Regions from separate parts of the Mus musculus genome. Here all the other regions are linked to region 4. A link is a contact called in public HiChIP or PLAC-seq and promoter capture Hi-C data. All regions are on one chromosome and are shown on one strand. The core of a region is the stretch at or near the end of the contact, and the rest is flanking DNA. Distances in the headings are between cores, read along the strand shown.

Region 1 (5,046 bases), core at 1,577-4,076, 280 kb after region 4:
GCTATATTTATTTTATAACATATGTGATATACCAGGTGCTGCTATGTATTAAACAGTTTCCGACATAAAAGGTTCCTGCCCTTGGGGAGCAAGTGATGGAGTCAGATATGCTTAAGTATCTTGGGTATAGACAAGATAATAAGAGAGGATAGGCAGAAAGCTATGTATGATTATGCAATAGATGAAGTGACCATCATTAGAGGATTAGAGGAGGGCTAGGTTTTCATGGGCAGAGTGGACCACGGGGTAGGGCTGGAGAGAAGAATTCTGGGAGAGAGTGGTGTGTATCAGAAGCACAGCCATGCCAACGAGATCATAAACAGCCCTGAGCTGTGGCATCACTGTCCTTGTATGGAGTGAGAAGAGGAACAGGAGACGCAGGGAAGAAAAGAAGTCAGAACAGAGAGTTAAACAGCCACGCAGAAGAGCCCACCTTCTGTTGTCTAGAAGCTAGTGATGTCACTGAAGGATGCTTAATGGGAAAAATGGACAGCCCACTGCACCTTTCAAAGGCGGATGGTAAGAATATGCAGGGTGACTTGGAGACTATAGGCAGGCTTCTGGGCAGGACGTTATGATATCTTGAATAAAGGCAGCAGCCCGAAGAACAGCGCCACTGACAAATTGCATGTCACTGGGGACAGTGAGGGACATTTTTCTCATGCGTAGACTGAAGTAATAGAATAATATTAAATTTACAAAATGGAATGACTGCCTAGCAGCAGCAGATACTTTTCACTAACACCTCTGAATTTTCACCCAGGTGACTTCTCATGTCTCTGTAATTATTATGAACGTAATATTCTTAATAAGAATCCACAAAGGCATAAAAGCCCAAGTTAAGTGGGCTTGCATTGATTTAACAAGAATCCCTGATATGTATGGCTTTGGGGACAGTCGGGGTGGAACAATTCGGTGGTATCTGTTCCCTAGAAGTTAAAACCATCGGAAAGGTGTATTTTAAATAAATAACATCTGGTTTATTATTGAATCAAGTGCCCACAGTTGTGACACACATTAGCTGAGTTAAAAATCCAAGACAGAATGGCTCTTCAAATAAAAATGTCATGACATCAAATACATGGTCTTTGTAGTCTGAATGCAGATGTAAGATTGCACTAAGATAAATCTTGCTTTAAGTGTCAATGATCCCAAGCTTCAAACATGTGATTCATTAGACAGATATGTTACAGAGTAATAGTAAGATAATTCCTTTATAAATTTTCTCCAAGGGTCTTTATGACATAATCCATTCTTTTGGATTTAATTTAAATATGATGTATTCTTTGTTAGCATTCAAGAGCTTCTGTTACTTAATATGAGCAAGTGGGACCTTATAAACTAGGCATATTTCTTAGAGACAGTGGAAACTGTTTTCTTTGGTAAATCTATAAAAGGAATGGCTTGGCCCACACCATGGAAGCATTTTCTGCTTAATTTACTTAAGAGCATTTCTGGGGGGATGTTTTAATGTCTCATATAAAAACACATGTCAGATGTGTTTACATGTTTTTTTGAAAAATGTAAAACAAAGCTTGAGATGAGCCGTTGTATGCAACCCTATGATACACGCTTTGGGCTTCTTCAAAAGCTTAGGGCGCCACAAATAATATTAATGTGTGTACAGTGCCCTATTCAAAACCTGTGATTGATCAGGTTATAAAGCATGTATTCATAAAATATAGCATGAGCAGAGAAGCATAAAATAAGAAAACCATAACACTTGGAACATAAAATGATAACATTTAAAAGTTTGTGCTTTCACGTTTCGAACGGCTTGCATGAGTAACTGAAAAGATTGCTTTCAAAAGTTGAGGAAGTTATCAACTAGATGCTTAACAATTACTCTAGAAATTTGCTGACAGAAAAGGAACCCTGGGTTTCATTTTTACACCCTCCTTCTTGTTGGGTTCTGCTTAAGATACCCTGGAATAAGGCAGTTTGGTTTTTTGCTACTACAGTCTTCCTTTTTAAAGTTATTAGACTGAGTGGTTGCTCTCTATCAGGTAAACTATAGCCCAGGTTTTCTTTGCAGTTTGAGTTATAGGTAATGCTTCGTCAGCCAAGTTCCAAGCTTTGGAAAAATATTTATCCAAAATGCCTGGAAACGGAGGAATACACATTAGTAATATTTTCCCTGTCTGGCTGATATGAGAGGTTCCGACTTGGCCAGTCCAAGCTGTGCCCTGAGAACAGTACCCTGCTGAAGTTCCCATCCAGGCAAGAAAACTGCTCAGATGCAAGTGTAGAGCCACCAAATAACCACTAGAGTGACACCTCTTTCTTGCTCTCCATATCTGATGTGTGTGTGTGTGTGTGTGTGTGGTGGGGAGCCAAAAGCACCCCTCAGCTATGGAGCCCTCCTCTGAGCCCAGCACTGTCAGTTGACCTTTCTGGCTAATGTGGCTGGGGACCAAGGAAAAGGGATGCAGAGTTTGTGAGCTGCCTTGATTAAATCTCAGAACTGCTTTGCATCCTCCAGCTTGTTGCTGAAGTCTAACTGGGAGCCAGAAGCTCAGGCCCCCGCCAGTGCACCATCCTGCCTCCCTCCCTGGGTCTCTTGGTTTCTCTCTTTAACTCCAGGGCTACTCTCGGATGCCAGGTGACCTGTAGCACAAAATCAGAATGGAAAACACCTACCCTGGTGATGACCAAAGGCTGATTGAAGTCTATGCCCCCAGAGAGTCTGAAGCCCCAGGGCGCAGGACCCGGGAGAACTACGTTCTGGGGCATGGTGCCTTCCCTCGAGTGGGTCCAGCGACGGTGGCTCTGCAAAGCGCTTGTCTCGGAACCGGACAACCTACTTAGCTCCTGGGGCTGCGACCTAACTGGGAATGCTGTCCCGGAGATTTATCCCTGCTGCGAGTGACGTCACTGGCCTCCCCTCTTCCCCGCCCCCTCCCACCAAGGAGAGCTCCAACTTTGGAAGTGAGAGACAGCGCCTGGTCAGAGGCGCTCCCAGCTGGGTGCAGTCGCCCAGACCTCTCCCCGCCCAAGGAGGCTTCGGGTTACAGCTTCCATCATTCCATTAAGTAACACCTGTCCTCCTGTTTATCGTCTACTTGCTCAGCGGTGCACTTTACTGGGAAGTTAAAAGCAATCACACCGCAGCCTCTATGCTTTCAATTAAAATAAAACCCAAGCACAACCAGGCACTTAGGAATTTAGCAGTTTTGTGCACGCGTTGATGTTCTCTCTTAGTATCTAGCTTTGGTCAAGTTAAAGTCTTCATTTCTTTCGGCTGTAAAAACAGGAGTAATTATTGTACTTGTAGGAGTATTGGAAGGATTTGGTGGCAATAAAATGAAATGTTTCTGTGCAGCGCCCCGCACAGCATAAAAAACAAAAAAAGTCGAGTATTTCTATAATTAAAATATATGTTCCCACGCAGATTGTGCTTGTCTTTGTGATACAGAAATGACTTTGTTATCTGTGAAGTTTACGCTCGGAATCACCCCCTCTTTTGCCCTGCTTACCCCTCAATATCTCACCGCGTGCTAAGTACGTTTCGTTTTAAGTTTGGGCTACATTCACAACTATCCCAGCCGCAGGCGGCAGCACACTGCTTAGACTCTGCATGTTGGACACGGCTGTTTAATACATGGAGGCAAGAGTCAGGACGCCTCTCTGGATGCTGCAGCCAAAATGAAGGTGTCTGTGGGAGTGGGAGTAAAGGGGACCCAGAGCAGAGCACTTGCAATAGAGCATTCTGTTCCGATGTACTGGGAGAAAAGAAAAAAGTGATTTAAGAACCCGTAAATGGAAGGAATCCGTCTGGGAAAGTGGAAACGGCAGAAGGTCACCAAGGAGATTTGTTGGTCACCTCTGTGGTCCAGGTGTGGTAATGATTGCTTTACCTGTGTCTTTGTGCCTTTGTTTTGGCTGGTGTCATTTCTCAGGCTGGCGAATAGCTTCTCTGAATTGGAAGAGCTCACATCAAATCCTATAGCTAACAAATGGTAGAAGTAAAATAAACAATCCAGGTTAGCTCAACTCGAGGGTCTGCTTGGACCAGGAGGAGAGGTGTGTGTGTGTGTGTGTGGGGGGGGGGGGTCTGGGTAGCATCCTGGTTTAGATGTAGTGTAGAATCAAGTGTATCTGGTGCTATGGGTTAGGATGCTCTGATTCTTAAGAAGAGAGGCAAGGATGGGGAAAGAGAAGTGTGAATTGCCTAAAACCCGAGAGAAGGGTCTTGGACTTAACGAGCAAGCACAGGGTCATCCTGGCCCAGGAGAGCAGAGCACTTGCAATAGAGCGTTCTGTTTGGACGGTGCTTGGAGCAAAGATAACAGATCCAGGAACCTGTAAATGGAACAAAACAGTCTGGGAAAGCTCAGGGCAGGAATGTCACCAGCCCACCCAGAGCCAGGGATGGCACCACTCCACCCACTGTGCTGGGCTGCCTGGGTCTCAGGGGATAGAAAGGCCAATTTTCTAGATCCAGGTATTTTCCAGTGTCCTACTTTGTTGAATTATCAGTAAAATAAACATAACATGTTCTGTTGATTTTGTCTACTGTGAATAGGTGTATGATTATAGACCACGTTTCCTCTGTCAGTCACTGGCTAGGTTGTTGTACACCCCCACCCTGCCCCACACCTCTGTGTGCACCCACATATACACGCATGCACAGCTACACACACACAGATGTCTGCACACACAAATAACTGTTGCAAAAATAATGAGATGTTGTATAACTGTCATCACCAATTATTTAAACCTATCTCATGATTTGGCTAATAGGTCCGGTTGCCCCCCCCTCACTCTCTTTCTCTCTCCGTATATATATAATCATTGCACCAAATATTTGGTGCCATTAGATCAGAGCTTCTTCAACTTTTTCCATTAATGACTCATTTTTATTCAGGAAATTTGATATGAACCTGAATATACATACATACATACATACATACATACATACATACATGCATACAAACACACATACATATTCCATACATACATATATAGTGGGGGTTGGTTCTAATATTGTTTGTGTTAATTCAGCTCCCCAAATCACACAGGAACCTTCACATCTGTGCTGAGGGT
Region 2 (5,059 bases), core at 346-2,845, 390 kb before region 4:
ACCGCAGACTGTGATTCTGAGCTCAGAAAGCTTAAGTGACTTCTGAATGGCACCTCGAAACAGAAGTAGGTGGGACAACCTGGAGGCATAAATTGCCTAGCCTGAACTCTTTTCCATCTGACTCTTTTTTTTTATGATTTGTTTATTTTATGTATAGGAGTACACTGTAGCTGTACAGATGGTTGTGAGCCTGAGCCTTCATGTGGTTGTTGGGAATTGAGCTTTTAGGACCTCTGCTCTGCTCGCTCCGGTCAACTCCACTTGCTCAGTCCCTGCTGGCTCTAGCCCAAAGATTTAGGTATTATTATACACAAGTACATTGTAGCTGTCTTCAGACCCACCAGAATAGGGTGTCAGATCTCATTACGGGTGATTGTGAGCCACCATGTGGTTGCTGGGATTTGAACTCAGGACCTTCAGAAGAGCAGTCAGTGCTTTTACCTGCTGAGCCATCTCACCAGCCCCTCTACCTGTTTCTTGTGTGTGCTCCAAAACCAGAGAAATTCCCTTCTAGCTGTGGGCTGGAGTCCTGGAGCAGTTTCCAAACTCTACAGAAACCTCTTTCTTTCCTAAAGGAAATCTCTACAGTAACCATTTTATATAATCTTTGCTGTATGCATCCGTGTGTTTTAGGAGTGATAATGAACAGATTTCATAAATTCCAAGCCTCAAGATGTTGAAACAACAAAAACCACTGGTTTGGCAGATCAAGTTCTAAGCTCCTTTCCCTTGCTCAAAGGTGGTGGTGGCTCACGCCTTTCATCTCAGCACTTGGGAGGCTGAGGCAGGTGATCTCTAAGTTTATGGCCAGCCTGGTCTACAAGAGTTGAGTTCCAGGACAGCCAGGGCCACACAGAAAAATTCTGTCTCGAAAAACCAAAAAAGGTAAAAGCACAAACCAGCATGCCCTGATAAGCTCCTTTGCCCTTTTTAAATCTTCCTTCCCACTGCTCACCGAATGTGGATTCCCCCACCATCTGTGTCCTGTGGTAGCTACAAGCATCATCTTCCATAGGTAATCCTCCCACGGAAGACTTCCTACGCAGAGGAGACCTTTCTATCCAAATCTCTACCAGGCTTTGGATGCGCGCCAGACACGCCCAGAATATCCTTCGCCAGGAGTTGGTGGCGCTAACCTTTCGGGCCGCTTACTAACTTCTTTTCAGATGCACACCTCTTATATAATGAAAAGATCCATGAAGCACTCTGAATGTCCTTTAGGTATTTAGGCAAGGCCAGCCCAAGCTCTAAACAAGCAGCTGCCTGGTCCCTCGCTAGAGATTTCGTTTGGCTTCCGTGTTTTCTATTACGAAAACAGCTGCGTCTTAGAAATAAAAAGCAATGTCGACAGACCAGAAATGATTACTGTTAAATATTTGCTTGTCACATGAAAGCGACGCTGGTGTCTGAGTTCCCCTACCACACAGCTTGACTCCTGGCTCTAGGATTCGGGGCTGTGGGAATTGAGGCCGGGTCAGCGAGTCTCTGGGACGGGTTGAGCCCATCCTGGGCGGATTTCGGGGCGGCAGCACTTACCCCGGGTTCCCCGAGTATCTCAAACTTCTCCTTGCAGCCATCCTACCGTTCCCAAAGGCAGGGACTCCAAACTCGCGCCTAGCCGGTCTTGCTCTGAACAGCCAATCAGAGCCTAGTCCTCGCTATGCTCCGCCTTTTCCGGGGCGGGGCCAGAGAGCGTCCTGGGCGAGAGCACGATGAAATCCAGGCCTGGAAAACACCCAACAGCGGAGCGGAGTCCAAAGCAACCGGCTTAGCTGCTGCAGGCTGTCTCTCCCGCTCTCGCTCCGTTCCGTAAATTTAGAACTCCCCGGCCTCGTGGGCGGGTAAATGACCCGGAGCTGGTGTGGGTGTGGGTGGACCCGAGCCAGCCGCCAGCGGATCCAAAACTCCAGTGCTTCCGGGCGGGCTGTTAGTTGATGGACTACTGTCAAATCCTTCGCATTGCTAAATGCAGATGCCGCTTTTAGCTCCCTGTAGCAGCTCACTGTTGAACGCGACACGTTATTTGTCCTCCCTTCCAGGTCCTTCGTAAAGCGGGAAGGTCCCTTCTGGATCCATACTCACGATTCTTTTGTTTTTACATTTTTCTTGTGGTACAAAAGAATGAAAAATTGATTTAAAGGGATCAAAGATATAAGAAGTAAAAAAAACGGCCAAACTCAGAAGAAAACTGAATCAAGACGTTGGACTTGGCAATGAATTTTTTTTTAAGATTTATGTGTATCGATGCAAAATGTTATATATTTATTATATATACGCATATGTATGTATATATACACACACACACACGCATATATATATACACATCCGTGGTCCCAGTGGAGGTCAGAGGAGGGCATCAGATACCCTGAAACTGGAGTTACAGATAGTTATGAGGCTGGGAAACTCTGAGGTCTTTGGCAAGAGGCTCCAAATGGCTGAGTCATCTCTCCAGCTCCAACAATGATTTCTTGATTAACCTAAAACACAGTGGTAATGAGAAAGGCCAGAAATGGGGGTGATGGGAGAGATAGATGGTTGTGTAAAAAAGGTGGATGTATTTAAACACTTAAAATGACTGGAATAAAAAGCTGAAATGTCCAATTTTATGTTATAAATTTTATCACAATAAAAATATGAATACAAGCTAGGCAGTGGTGGTGCTTGCCTTTAGTCCTAGAGGCAGAAGCAGGTAGCATGGCCTACAGAGTGAGTTCCAGGACAGCCAGGCCTACACAAAGAAACCCTGTCTCCAACAAAGGGTATTTAACACTGTAAAAATAAAACATAGACACCTATATTACTGAATCAGAACATAAAATGTAACAGTTCTCTCAGACTCTTCCATGAATGGCCCTTTTCACAAACCATACGGTTTTTTTTATTTGTCTTTAGCATTTTTATGCTTTTCAGCCTCGATATGCCTCTGTGTATAATCATTGTATATTTCTATCTCTATAAATAACGTTTGGTAGGTTTTCTGCAAGTATCCTAACCAAAGCCATAATTTTTAAAGTGTCCACATCTGCATGCAGCTGTAGTTCATTCATGCTGCCTTTGGAATTCATTAAGTAACTATTTGCATCGCTTTTATTCCTCTGTGCTATGGGTACATCAATGTTTTCTATTTACTATTCCCGACAGCACATCACCAGGAATTCTTACGCACATCTTCCAGGGCACTTGTCTGTGAGTATCTAGGGTCAGTAGAGATACCATGTAAGATGTAGTCGTGGTCAGCTTTGCATGACACCAGGTTTTGTACATTGTTTTGTGAACTGTAGACTGTTTTCTTTACCCCTCCCTCCACTCTGCCTACTCAGTAAGTTCTAAAGAGTTTCACATCTCCTGTCTACTGAGATGAAACGCTTGTGTTTATGACGTGCGTTTCCCTCAAGGTTATTTCTGTTTCCTCGTCATCGAAAGGTGTGCGTCCTCAATTACCCAGAAACCATCTGGATGACTGCCAGAGGAGGGCAGATCACCTTGTGGGTATTGCAGGAAGTTCCTCATGGATGGGTAGAAACGGGCTTCCTGGAAGCATGGAAAACTGGCATACTATAGAGAGCAGAGGTAACTCCATTTTCTGGGAAGGGAGATGTGGATAAACCTTTTATGCTTTGGAGTTGGGGAAAAAAGAAACCACTCGGGTGCTCAAACAGGAAGGGGACTCCTCCCTCAGTGGAAACGAGCAAAACTCATCCAGATAGGTTTAAATCATTAAAGTTCTGAGTTTGTGTCACGGAGACGTCCAAGGATAGGATGCCTGTCACGCTGCTTTCTCTGTTTGATCCCAAGTTTCTAGAGGTCACTGGAGCTCTGAGGACATTGTCTTGACCTTTCATCAACCTTAACCTCAGGCTGGGTTCTATACCACCACCACTTCCACCACCTCCACCAGAACCAGCACCTGGATTTGCTCTGACCCGGGCACTGTTCTAAGTGTTTAATTTCTATCAGCTCATTGAATGCTCTAAGTAGCCCTCTGTGGTGGGTACCATAACCCCATTTTATGTCTATCAACACTAAGGAACAGCCCCATCAGTAGCTAACAGATCTGCCTGCCTTTTCTTGAGCCAAGGCTCTGGATCAGGTCTGTACCTGGCAGCTATGCTGTGTTTCAGGTTTGAATTCCACCATTCATTCATTCATCCATCCATCCATCCATCCATCCATTCATTCATTCATTCAGTGTGAAAGCCCAGAATCCTCAGGAAGAGGCCCAGCATACATGTGCCTGTCTATGTTGCTCAAGCTTTTTCATAGGCCCTATGCATGCTAGGTAAGCACTCTACAATGGTGTTACCTCCCAGGCCCCCTTTTTGCTTTTAATTTGAAAGGTATTCCCACTTAAGTTGCTCAGGCTGCCTTTGAACTTGTGATCCTCCTGCCTCTGCCTCCTGACTAGCTGGGTTTACAGGCTTGGACCACCAGACCCAGTCAGAGTACTAATTGAAATGCTATTTATAAACAAACAGCTTTTGTGGGCACATAGACATGTCAGCATTAACAATCATGCTACTCAAAGCCAATTCTTGTGGCTGGAGATAGACAGTCTACTCCCTAACCTCCTGGAATCGCATAGGTTCCCCCAGGAACTGGGTGAGACAGACAATTCAAGCCCACTGCTTCCAAAGCTGAGACAGACAATTCAAGCTGGTCACAGGAAAACTAAAATCCTCATCTCCATATTTAAACACCTGGCCTCAGCTTTGCTCCACTCTATGAGGCTATTTTTCTTCAACACCCACAAAGTGCAGTGCATCTCTGGTTGAGGGAGAGAAGAACAGAGGGCAGGAGCTCTTAGGTGATGTCTAGGCTGGTCATGGCATGGTTAAAGCAGGCCAGTGTGTAACACAGACTCCTGGTTAGCTCTAGCTGATTGTATGGGCGAGCCGGCATAGCAATTCAACCTGGAAACATGACTTAAAAGCTTCTATTGGCTGGTTGTGTTGATAATGGAAACCAGAGTACCTGAGCTTCCCAAGAGGTAAAGCCAGAGTACAGCCCAGCTTAGGGTAGGAAGAGAAGGACACTTATCCTTACAGAGGAGCAGAAATGT
Region 3 (4,787 bases), core at 853-3,352, 410 kb before region 4:
ATGACTTTCTCTCCTTAAGGTCATCATATTTTGTTTGTAGTTGTTTCAGTTGTGGTTCTAATCTAGATAACAAAATTTTTTTTTAATCTCAAAAACAAATTTTACAAAATACAAATTAATAGAAATATATGTGGTGTTTGTGGACTGAAAATATTAAGGTGCCCACATTATAAAAAACAAAAACGCAAACCAAAAATAACAAAACATTTCTCCCATATAAACAACATAGAGTGTACAAGCATGAACATCCTGGGTGAGGGAAGAACAGAACAGAAGTGGACTTGGTGGCCTGGCTCGCCTCGCACACTATGAACGTGTAAATGATCCTAGGTTTCTGCTCAACGCAACTGTGACACACAGTGAGCAGTGACAGCCATGGGGACATGCCTCACAGATGACAAAATCCACCAAATTACTCAAGTCCTGGGAACTACTGCAGTCAATATAAATTTGGCTGACATTTTCTGAGCATAGGCAGGAGTAGCCAGCCTGACAGCTTAACCAGGAGGTCATGCAGAAAGTTCCCCTTTTAAAAATCCTTAGTTTCTGTGGCCAAATAAAATCAGCAGAAAAACTGTCCCAGAGCCTGGAGAGAAAGATGTGTGACCTGGGCGAACTGCCTGTGTCTGAGGCTTAGTTTCTTCACCTATAAAAGAAAAGGGAATTTGCAAATAAAAATATAAAAAAAACCTAAGCTTGAATTGAAAAATAGTGTGTGTTTCTCGTGTTTTTCCCTCTGTTTGCTTTGTTTTATTTTGGTTGGTTGGTTAGTTGGTTGGTTTTTTATTTGTCTGTTCTCCTAAGGAGAAAGAAAGCATGGAGTTGGAGAGGTGAAGTGCGGGGGATCTGGGAGGAGACAAAAGTGGGGAAACCATGATCAGAATAAACTATGAAAACATTTTATTTTCAATTTTTAGAAAGAGCTCTTCACACCAAACAACTGAAGATTTCTCAGCAAACTGACGGCCACGGCCAGGATTGCATTCCCTGCCTTCCCTAGGGATGGGACGGGCTGTAACTAAGAGACGCCCCAGTGCCTCAGGCACCTCCTATGCAAAGTTTAAACCATCACACACTTTATCTTACTATGCATTTTCAAAATATTTGTCTGACTACAATTTCACCTAGAAAAGGAACTAAAAAGTCCAGTCTCAACACGTCTCAGTGGTCTCACACTGATGACGAGCTGAATAGAACAGCCTTATTATAGTTTAATTATAGAGCCATACAGTGACCTACCTCATGGAATCATATTGACTAAGCACGGGCCAACTGAATGACGTATTTAGGAAAAGTACCCTCCCATAAAGGAAGCTGTGAACTGTTACTGTCAATATTACTATATTACCCCACTTTTCCTGTTTTGGCCAAATCTGTAAATAACAGAATAGGCAACTAATTTGTCTCTCTCAAAATCCTGTGGCAGTCACTTAAAACCTAGTACTTAGCCCAGCAAGGTAGTGCCCACCTTTAGTCCCAGGACTCGGGAAGCACAGGTTGGTGAATCTACAAGAATTCGAGACCAGCCTGGTCTACAAATTAAGTTCCAGATCAGCTAGAGCTATACAGAGAAATCCTGTCTCAAAAAAACAAAACACAACCTAGTAATTTCAAGTGTTTACTGACAGATCGGAGGATCTGCTCAAGCCTTGTGCGACCACACCCATGTGGTCCTAGGAATTAACGCACTGCTGTTCATGCCAGGCAGGTGCTCTACCACTGAGCCACATCCCCAGCCTGTCCAAGCACTTTTAAAGCATCTTTAGAGTAGAGAGCGTGGCAAACTCTACTACACGAACGCCTCTGGCTCGCACTCCATACCTCAGAAGCCCAAAATGTACAGACAGACTACCACAGTGTGCACTAACCCCAGGGCATGGGGACTGCCCCCAACCCTAGACCTCAGAATAAGGACTGATGTGTCTCTGCAGAGTGTGTATTTCAACAGTCACTGAAGAGCCAGTGACCAGACTGACTTACATAGTAAAACCATCTATCAAAAAGTAAAATAAGCAAGCAAGCAACATAAACAGACCTCTCTGCCTGAGACCAGCAGACAACTGTGCCTAGGTTTACTCAGTGACTCACAGGACACCCTCTAAGGAACAGGTACAGTTACGCCCATATACACAGGAAGGGGCTGAGGCCCTGAACAGTCAGTGCCTCACTCAAGTCTGCAGTCAATGGTAGAGCCTGATTCAAGCTCCAGACAGTCTAATCCTATAGTCTATGTAGCTAAAGCTGTAATCAGACTGCCTGAGACCAGACCAGATGCTGAGAGTCAGAGCAGAGTTGACGGTCCTTACAGCACTCCCCTAAGTGACGAACGCTACTGCCCCTTTAGATGACTTCTCAGATAGAGCAGATATTACCTTACCGAATCAGTTCATCCTGGACTTCAATTAAACGCTGCCTTTTCTTTTCCATGTTGGCAATTATCTGAGCAATATAATAACGTACTTAGGTTAACATGGGAGAAGTTTCAGCACTTCAGCTAAGACTTTGGGTCCATGGACCCTCCTCTTGCCTCCCAGTTTGACTTGTTTAGCAGTTTCATTCACTACAGACCCAGGGGTAATCTTTTCTGTCTATGAGCTGTCTGGGGCTGGGGGGGGGGGTAACTTGGACTGACAAAAGGCTAACAGAGATCCCCATTCCTCAGTGTCCATTAACATTACAAAAGCAATTAAAAACCTGACCAAGCCCACAAAAGCCCTTATAAAACTGCAGGTCACAAAACTACCAGCAAGTGTTTCCTTACTCCCCTGGTTCATAGCCCATGACTCACTAAGAGATTTGGCGATTACCTTGGTGTTCTTCATTTTCAGGGCTTTTAACATCTGGGCTTCTTTAAGCTACAACGACAACAAAATAAAGTATATCTCATTTTCCAAGATGAACTGTATAAAGATCCACATGAGAAGGCCTTTGGGAGACACCAGTTGGTAAACCGCCTGTCACAAAAGCAAGAGGACCCAAGCTTGGATCCTGGCACTGGCACATTTGGATTTTATGAGGGGCTGGTGGGGATGAGTGGGTCCTTGTGGTCCAGCTGAGCTCACTGGCTGGCCAGCCTGGAGAAGCCAATGATCTTCAAGTTCAGTGAGACCTGTCTCAAACAGTAAGTTTTAGGGTGATTGGTGAAGTTACTCAGAGTGGGCCTCTGGCTTCCACATCCACACATGCACAGAAGGAAGTAAGAGGAGTTCTCACGTGTTTCTCGTCACAGAGCCAGCAAGTGCAAGCTGTTCTACAACCACAGGATCATGTCCAAACTTTAGTTTAAAACATTTTAGAGTAGCCAGGTGTATTGGTATCTGCCTTTCATTTCAGCACTTGGAGGGTAGAGGCAGGCAGATCTCTGTGAGTTTGAGACCAGCCAGGTCTACATAGTGAGTTCCAGGACAGCTAGGGATACATACAAAGACCCTGTCTCAAACAAATACAAGAAACTTACCATTCTGATGAGTTCTCCTTTCATTTTAAAATAAAACTTGTTGATGGCTTGATTACAACTTTCAGATTCTACTCTTTGCCTGTAAATTGATTTTTTAAAAAAGAGAGAAATGTACAGAGATCAGCCACACTGATCATGAGGGGAACAGGAAAACTACAGAGCAAGCCTATATCCACATCCACGCACTCGTGCACACAAGGTGGGCTGCAATGTGGTGGGGGGACAGTGTTGCACACATGCAATGTGGTGGGAGGCAGTGTTGCACACACACCTGTGCTTTCAGAGGCCAAGGGAGACAACCAGAGTCCTGCCCTGTCACACTCCTCAACCCCTGAGACTGGGTTTCCCATGAAACCGTCTTCAGTCTTTGCAGCCCTTATGTCTCTGCCCTGCACAGCACTGAGTTACAGCCGTGCACAGCCATGCCTAGCTTCTTATATGGACTCAAGAGCCACACGTGGGCCCTTATGCTTGCATAGTGAACCCTCTTACCTAGGGAGCCCTTTCCCCAGTTACTGAGGAGAGAACTCTAAAACCGGGTCAAGTTCTCAGAAAAACATTAGAAATGGTGTACTGGCTAGTTTTGTGTCAACGTGACACAGCTGGAGTTATCACAGAGAAAGGAGCTTCAGTTGAGGAAATGCCTCCATGAGTTCTAACTGTAAGGCATTTTCTCAATTAGTGATCAAGGGGGAAAGGCCCCTTGTGGGTGGGACCATCTCTGGGCTGGTAGTCTTGGGTTCTATAAGAGAGCAGGCTGAGCAAGCCAGGGGAAGCAAGCCAGTAAAGAACATCCCTCCATGGCCTCTGCATCAGTTCCTGCTTTCTGACCTGCTTGAGTTCCAGCCCCGACTTCCTTGATGATGAACAGCAATGTGGAAGTGTAAGCTGAATAAACCCTTTCCTCCCCAACTTGCTACGTGGTCAAGATGTTTGCACAGGAATAGAAACCCTGACAGATGGTTAAAAAAAAAATTAAAACAAATGTTATGTGGTTCAGCTATTCAACTACTGGCTATATACACAGAAAACATGGAAAGGAGGGACCAAAAGACACCAATATTCATAAAAGTATCTGATGTGAGAGGAGAAAGTGGTCAACTGTTTTGGTGACTGCAGACATTCAGTTCTGCAAAATGAGCAAGCTCTAGAGGTATGAGCAGATAGCTAGCCATTCTGCAGATTAAAAATGGCCCATGGTTTGTTCTGTTACACAATAAAAAAAACCTTGTGTACTTCACAACTATCAGAATGGCTAATAGAGTACTATTCCAGGGGTGACTAAGCATTCGTCTGCTCACGGAAAGACAGGTCCTGGGTAGACAGACAG
Region 4 (4,811 bases), core at 1,461-3,960:
ACCCAATTAGCTCCCCCTCCTTAAATGGTTTTTGTTTTGTTTTGTTTTGTTTTTGTAAGATAACTTATTGCTTATTGAAAACAATAAAGGCCTGAAATTACAGTTGGCTGTTTCCCTCCTCTATCATTTCTGGCTAATAACTTTGCAATTATAATGGTTTTTATGTTTCCTTAAATTTCAAAAGAACAGTTTGAAAGCACAACCTCAAGTATTATAATAAACCACATGTCATAGCTCAATGTAAGATAAATTCAGTAGGCCATGCTAATCTTTAAAGCACAGCAGTATAAAAATTGAAAAGTGCATGCCACATTTGAAGTAATGTTTCATGAAATTTATTTCTATCTTTATATATATTCCATATAGTAGTACTTGATATAAAACTTGTTTCTTACTGGGGGGGGTCTCATCAATGAGTTTGAAATGTCACTGATCTATGGAAATTCCAAATTGTTACTAAATGGTAATATAAGAGAAATGGATGGAAATTTAAATTGAGTAGTCCTGGAGTTTCAAGTGTTAAGGGCAATATTATCTCATCTAGGATAAGTACTTCCCAAATGGATAGACCCAGCACTAAATCAACCTAAAAATACATTGTACGAGCTCTAACGTAAATCTCTTGAAATTGAAGAATTTCATACTAGACAAAAAAAAAAATCACTAAATGATGAGATAGTTTGCAGAATCGTAGCCATAACCGAAAAGTCAGTTTAGGACCACTGAGATCACTGGGTCAGTAATGGTGCTTGCTACCAAGCCTGCCAGCCTGAGTTTGGTTCCTGGGACTTACAGGATGGAACAGGAGAACTAAGCCCTGGTCCTCCCAACCTCCACAAGTACTAATGAGTGTGTCCCCCAATAAGTTTATTAAAGAAAAAAGCAGTCATCATCGTAACAGAAGTTATTAATGGTTTGCTCAGAAACAGTAGTACATCTTGACTAACAGACATGTGACATCTTACTGAAGTGTATGCTTAGGTTTATTCAGAAGTAGGTTGGGTGAGATAGAAAAGCTTAAATAGTTCCAGTGCTCCAGTTGGGGGGAGGAGAGGGCGCTGGCGTGTGTTTGTAAACATGGTGCTGAGGTGGTGGATCCTTAAGGACTTGCTGGCCAGCCAGTCTTCTACTTGGTGAGTTCTAGGCCAAACAAGGCCATTTCTCAAAAGAGACGGTGAATGGCACCGGATGAAGGACACAGGAAATTGTACTGTGGTCTTCCACACTGATGCTGTCTCGTCTAATTAGTTTCTAGGGGTCCAAGAGCAGAACGGGAAGAGATTTGTCTAAAACTTTGCCTACGGGAGTCTCCTCACGAGACTGGCTAGCGTTGGACCCCTTATAGCGTGTGCTTATAAATCAACTACTAGTGAAGCCAAATTAAGAGGATCACCTGAGCTCTGGAGAAAGATGGAGAGAGGAGAGGATGGGGCGAGGAGGAGGTGGAGGTATAGCCACTCTTACCAGACTGGGCGCTCCAGAGGTCTTTCTTGTTCACCTTTATACATCCAGTGTCTAGAAAAAGACCTACAACAGTTGGGTTTATCCCACAAAGAGGTCTGGAGATTTAAGGCTCAGCCCAGGTTCTTACTCTGCCTCCTATGTAAACAGAATAAAACCATCATGTTTCCAGCGTATTTTGATAATGTCCCTCTCTCCGCTGGAGAGGTGGCCCACTGCCTAGTGTATGTCAAATTTCTGGTGTTTATAGTCAGAATTTCTATTGGGCAAGAGTGGCTGTACACACACAAACTTAAGTTCCAGGAAAACTTAGCGGACGATCTCCCTCATTAACGATTCTTTTGCCAAAATTTACATCAAGGTTGCTTCTAATTCAACTTACATTCGGGAATAGGCAAGAAAAATTGTAGCTTTATAGGATCGTTAAGATTATCTTACAACACACGGGAGAAGGATAAAAATCAAAGGATGGTTCATGAGACTCTAACAACCCTCTGGTGGATCGAGCCAGGTTGCTGTCAAAGCTACCTGGAAGTTACTTGGAGAGTGATGTTTTAGCTTATGCAGAACTAGCAGTAGAAATAACAGCGCTTTCCCAATACACCAGAAAGAATACTCGAATAACCTGTCATTAAAAACGGCATTTTGTACATTTGAGATAAGTCCTTATCTGTCGATATGGACACAATAGGGCACCAAATTAAGCATACAAAAATCTTGGCTCAAACTGAACACCTGGTTTTCAGGAGTCTGGGGCTTCTTCCAGGACCCCAGTCGGTTGCCTCTTCACACTCAGTGCCTCAGAGCTGTGGGTTCGGGTTCAAGCGCCCGGAGAGGGGCAGCCGTGGGCTCGGACCCCGACTCCACGCCTCCTCTCGCGTCCTGCGGGCCGGGCTATCGTTTTTTTTTTTTTTTTTTTTTTTTTAATAGCGGTTACCACGTCGCTCGCCCTGCGGGCTAGCGAGGCCGAGGTGGCGGCGCCTAGGGCTGAGGACAGCCTGTGTCCCCCCCACCGTGGAGGCTCGGCGGTACCCACCCCGGGTGCTCGCCTCCGTCGGGCACTGAACCGGGGAAACGGACCCCGAACGCAGGGGAGGGCCGTCTCGCCCGCTGGAGACCGACCGGATGCGGAAGCCCGAGCGCCGCTCACCTGCGAACTGTGGCCGCCACGGACTCTTGCGCCCCGCGGAGCGTTCGGGTTCTCGCTCGCTCTGCGCACGCGCAGCCACACCTCCACCGTTCTCCCTCCCCCGCGGTAGAAGCTAACGGAGACCGGCGCACGCCTGAGCGCGGGCGGAAGCTCCGGGGGTTGGACTCAGCGGAAGGGGAAAGGCGGGGCGAGCGCGGAGCCGAGTCTCTGCCGGCGAGGGTGAGGGCTGCGCTCCTGTCGTCCGTAGTTCCGGGAGACCCGGTCAAAGTGATCAGGCCGGCGCTGCAGGGGCGACAGCTTCTCGGCAGGACCTCGCGAGGTCTCGGAGGCTCATGGAAAGGAGGCCACCAAGGCCTCCCTGTTGTCCAGGGCATCACCTGCTCGCCTACCCACGACGCTGCGGTAGGTCTAGACGTCCGGGATGGTTTCCTAAAAAGACGCTGTAATCTTGTAATTCTGTAACAAGATGACAATAATAAAAATGGAGGACGACTGTGTGTTTTGTTCGATTTTATTTCAGCAAAACGCTGTTTACACGAACCAGTCCTGGTGGCGGATGCCATTGGTCTCAGCACTTGGGAGTAGAGGGAGAGGAATCCCTGTGTTCTACATAGTGACTTCCAGGCCAGCCAGGGCTATATCGTGAGGCCCGTGTCAAAGGAGGAAAAAATTTCAAATTCAAGCATAGTTAATATGCACCGGGGCAGGTAACCCATAAAGGATGGCCCTTCTGATGGTGAAGGTCCACTTTAAGCAATATAAAAAATGATCTCTATAGACGGTTGAGTGCCTTAATTTCTTGTTGACACATCTAAGGGTCAGGAATGGCAGTACACTCCTGATCTCTATCCTCTAATCACCAGAGTACACGAATATGTTACTTTATCTGGCACAAGAATTTAGCTGATGCAATTAAATTTACATTATCCAGGAGCTCATTGTGTAATCAGCCACTATAAATCCCTATAAAAGGGAGAGGCAAAAGCTTCCAAGCCAGTTAGTTGTAGGAGCTGGGACACAAAATAGTTGAGTGATGTGTGGAAGAGTCAATGAGCCAAAGAATGCATGCATCTCTGGAAGACTGAAAAGAGGGGAGAAGTGGCTTCTACCCCGAAAGAACTCAAATATGCCTGGATTTTAGATTTCTGACCTCCACAGCTCCCTAATCCAAATCAATGAGTTGTTTTATACATCTAACTTTGTAGTAATTTGTTACAGCCATAATAAGTTCTCAGCACTTAAATAAAGGTACTAAGGAAGCAAGCACAAACTTAACATTATATCCTAGGGACTACGAGTGTATTGTTTGTCAGAGCCATGACAGAATAGCTAACACAGTGAGGAAAGATGTGTTGACTCACATTTTGAGAGGGTTCAGTCCTTCATGGCACTACAGAGCAGCAGTTTGTGGAATTATAAGACTGGAGAATCTGGCCTACAGGAAGAGGCCAGGGCAAGGTATAATGCTAGAGATACCTCTAGTGACCTTCTTCCACCTAGGCGCCACCTCCTCCCTATCACCACCTGCTAATAATGCCAGCATATTATGAATCCATCAAGGGTCACTTCATTGATGAGATCAGAGCCCACATGATGTCTCTGGAAATGCCCTCCAGACACACCCAGAGGTGAGCTTCACTAAGTGTCTAGGTGTCTAATCGTGTGTGTGTGTGTGTGTGTGTGTGTGTGATCACAACCACAGCCATCAGACTCAAGAAAGGACTCTTATTTTGAACAATATATTTTATATTTTTGGGGTCCTGATTATTAACAAAGAGAAACTTTTTTTCTTCATTTTGTTGGCTCAAAGACAGTATTTCACTTAATTTTTAACTAATGAAAAAATATTCTGTCAGGGTAGATATAAAGTGTTTGAGTAGACATTTCTCCAAAGAAGATACAAATAGCCAACAACACAAGAAAACACAGGGACTTCACTAAAAATGATTTGAACGAAAATAACCTCTATATGCATGTATTTGAATACTTGGTCCTCAGTTGGTGGAACTGTTTGGGAAGGAGTAAGGTGTGCCTTGTTGGAAGTGTGGCACTAGGGGTGAGCTTTGGCAAAGATCTCAAAAGCCTTCTACTGCTCTGCCTCCTGCTTTTGGATTAAGAAGGGAGTTGTCATCTGTCCCTGCTGCCATGCCATGCCTTTGCACTGCTATCATGGACTCTGACCCTCTGAAACTGGGAACCC

Evidence for each region. Promoter capture Hi-C pulls out the DNA fragments that hold promoters and counts their contacts. HiChIP or PLAC-seq counts read pairs in DNA pulled down with a chosen protein or histone mark.
Region 1: a promoter capture Hi-C map of embryonic stem cells shows a contact between it and region 4, with 2.7 times the contacts expected there. The contact joins the promoter of Pdlim3 here to the promoter of Cfap97 in region 4. A contact is called at or near these places in 1 of 39 promoter capture datasets (embryonic stem cells), 1 of 484 Hi-C or Micro-C datasets (pre-B cells) and 1 of 9 other capture datasets (adipose tissue).
Region 2: an H3K27ac HiChIP or PLAC-seq map of embryonic stem cells shows a contact between it and region 4, with 7 times the contacts expected there. The contact joins the promoter of Cenpu here to the promoter of Cfap97 in region 4. A contact is called at or near these places in 16 of 39 promoter capture datasets (the 3T3-L1 cell line, the C10 cell line, the HPC-7 cell line and 10 more), 1 of 15 datasets of contacts at CTCF or cohesin (pro-B cells), 21 of 484 Hi-C or Micro-C datasets (the Ba/F3 cell line, CD4 T cells, CD8 T cells and 15 more), 25 of 115 datasets of contacts at active chromatin or transcription factors (the 230-238 cell line, astrocytes, bone marrow-derived macrophages and 14 more) and 3 of 9 other capture datasets (adipose tissue, liver and macrophages).
Region 3: a FOXA1 HiChIP or PLAC-seq map of pancreatic cancer cells shows a contact between it and region 4. The contact joins the enhancer-like site here to the promoter of Cfap97 in region 4. A contact is called at or near these places in 1 of 39 promoter capture datasets (HPC-7-derived erythroid cells), 8 of 115 datasets of contacts at active chromatin or transcription factors (acute myeloid leukemia, bone marrow-derived macrophages, embryonic stem cells and 4 more) and 1 of 9 other capture datasets (liver).

Annotation. Positions count from the first base shown.
Region 1 is chr8:45,883,267-45,888,312 of GRCm38.p6, reverse strand. It overlaps Pdlim3 (PDZ and LIM domain 3), which reads right to left and starts at 2,826. Exons shown (of 8, transcript NM_001374652.2): 1 at 2,641-2,826. The coding sequence starts at 2,733.
Region 2 is chr8:46,548,605-46,553,663 of GRCm38.p6, reverse strand. It overlaps Cenpu (centromere protein U), which reads right to left and starts at 1,595. Exons shown (of 13, transcript NM_027973.4): 1 at 1,537-1,595. The coding sequence starts at 1,577.
Region 3 is chr8:46,571,501-46,576,287 of GRCm38.p6, reverse strand. Cenpu (centromere protein U) reads right to left here. Exons shown (of 13, transcript NM_027973.4): 9 at 3,458-3,536; 10 at 2,808-2,855; 11 at 2,378-2,439; 12 at 1-62. Primpol (primase and polymerase (DNA-directed)) reads left to right here. Exons shown (of 15, transcript NM_001001184.2): 15 at 1-705. Among named protein-coding and RNA genes, the nearest start is that of Cenpu, 22 kb to the right of the region's middle. Within about 2 kb of position 2,102, at least 26 of the 459 cell types and tissues checked have an H3K27ac peak or open chromatin away from gene starts, as enhancers often do. A contact at or near this core is called in embryonic stem cells and pancreatic cancer cells, where this site is marked.
Region 4 is chr8:46,161,550-46,166,360 of GRCm38.p6, reverse strand. Cfap97 (cilia and flagella associated protein 97) reads right to left here and starts at 2,710. Exons shown (of 5, transcript NM_025747.4): 1 at 2,612-2,710.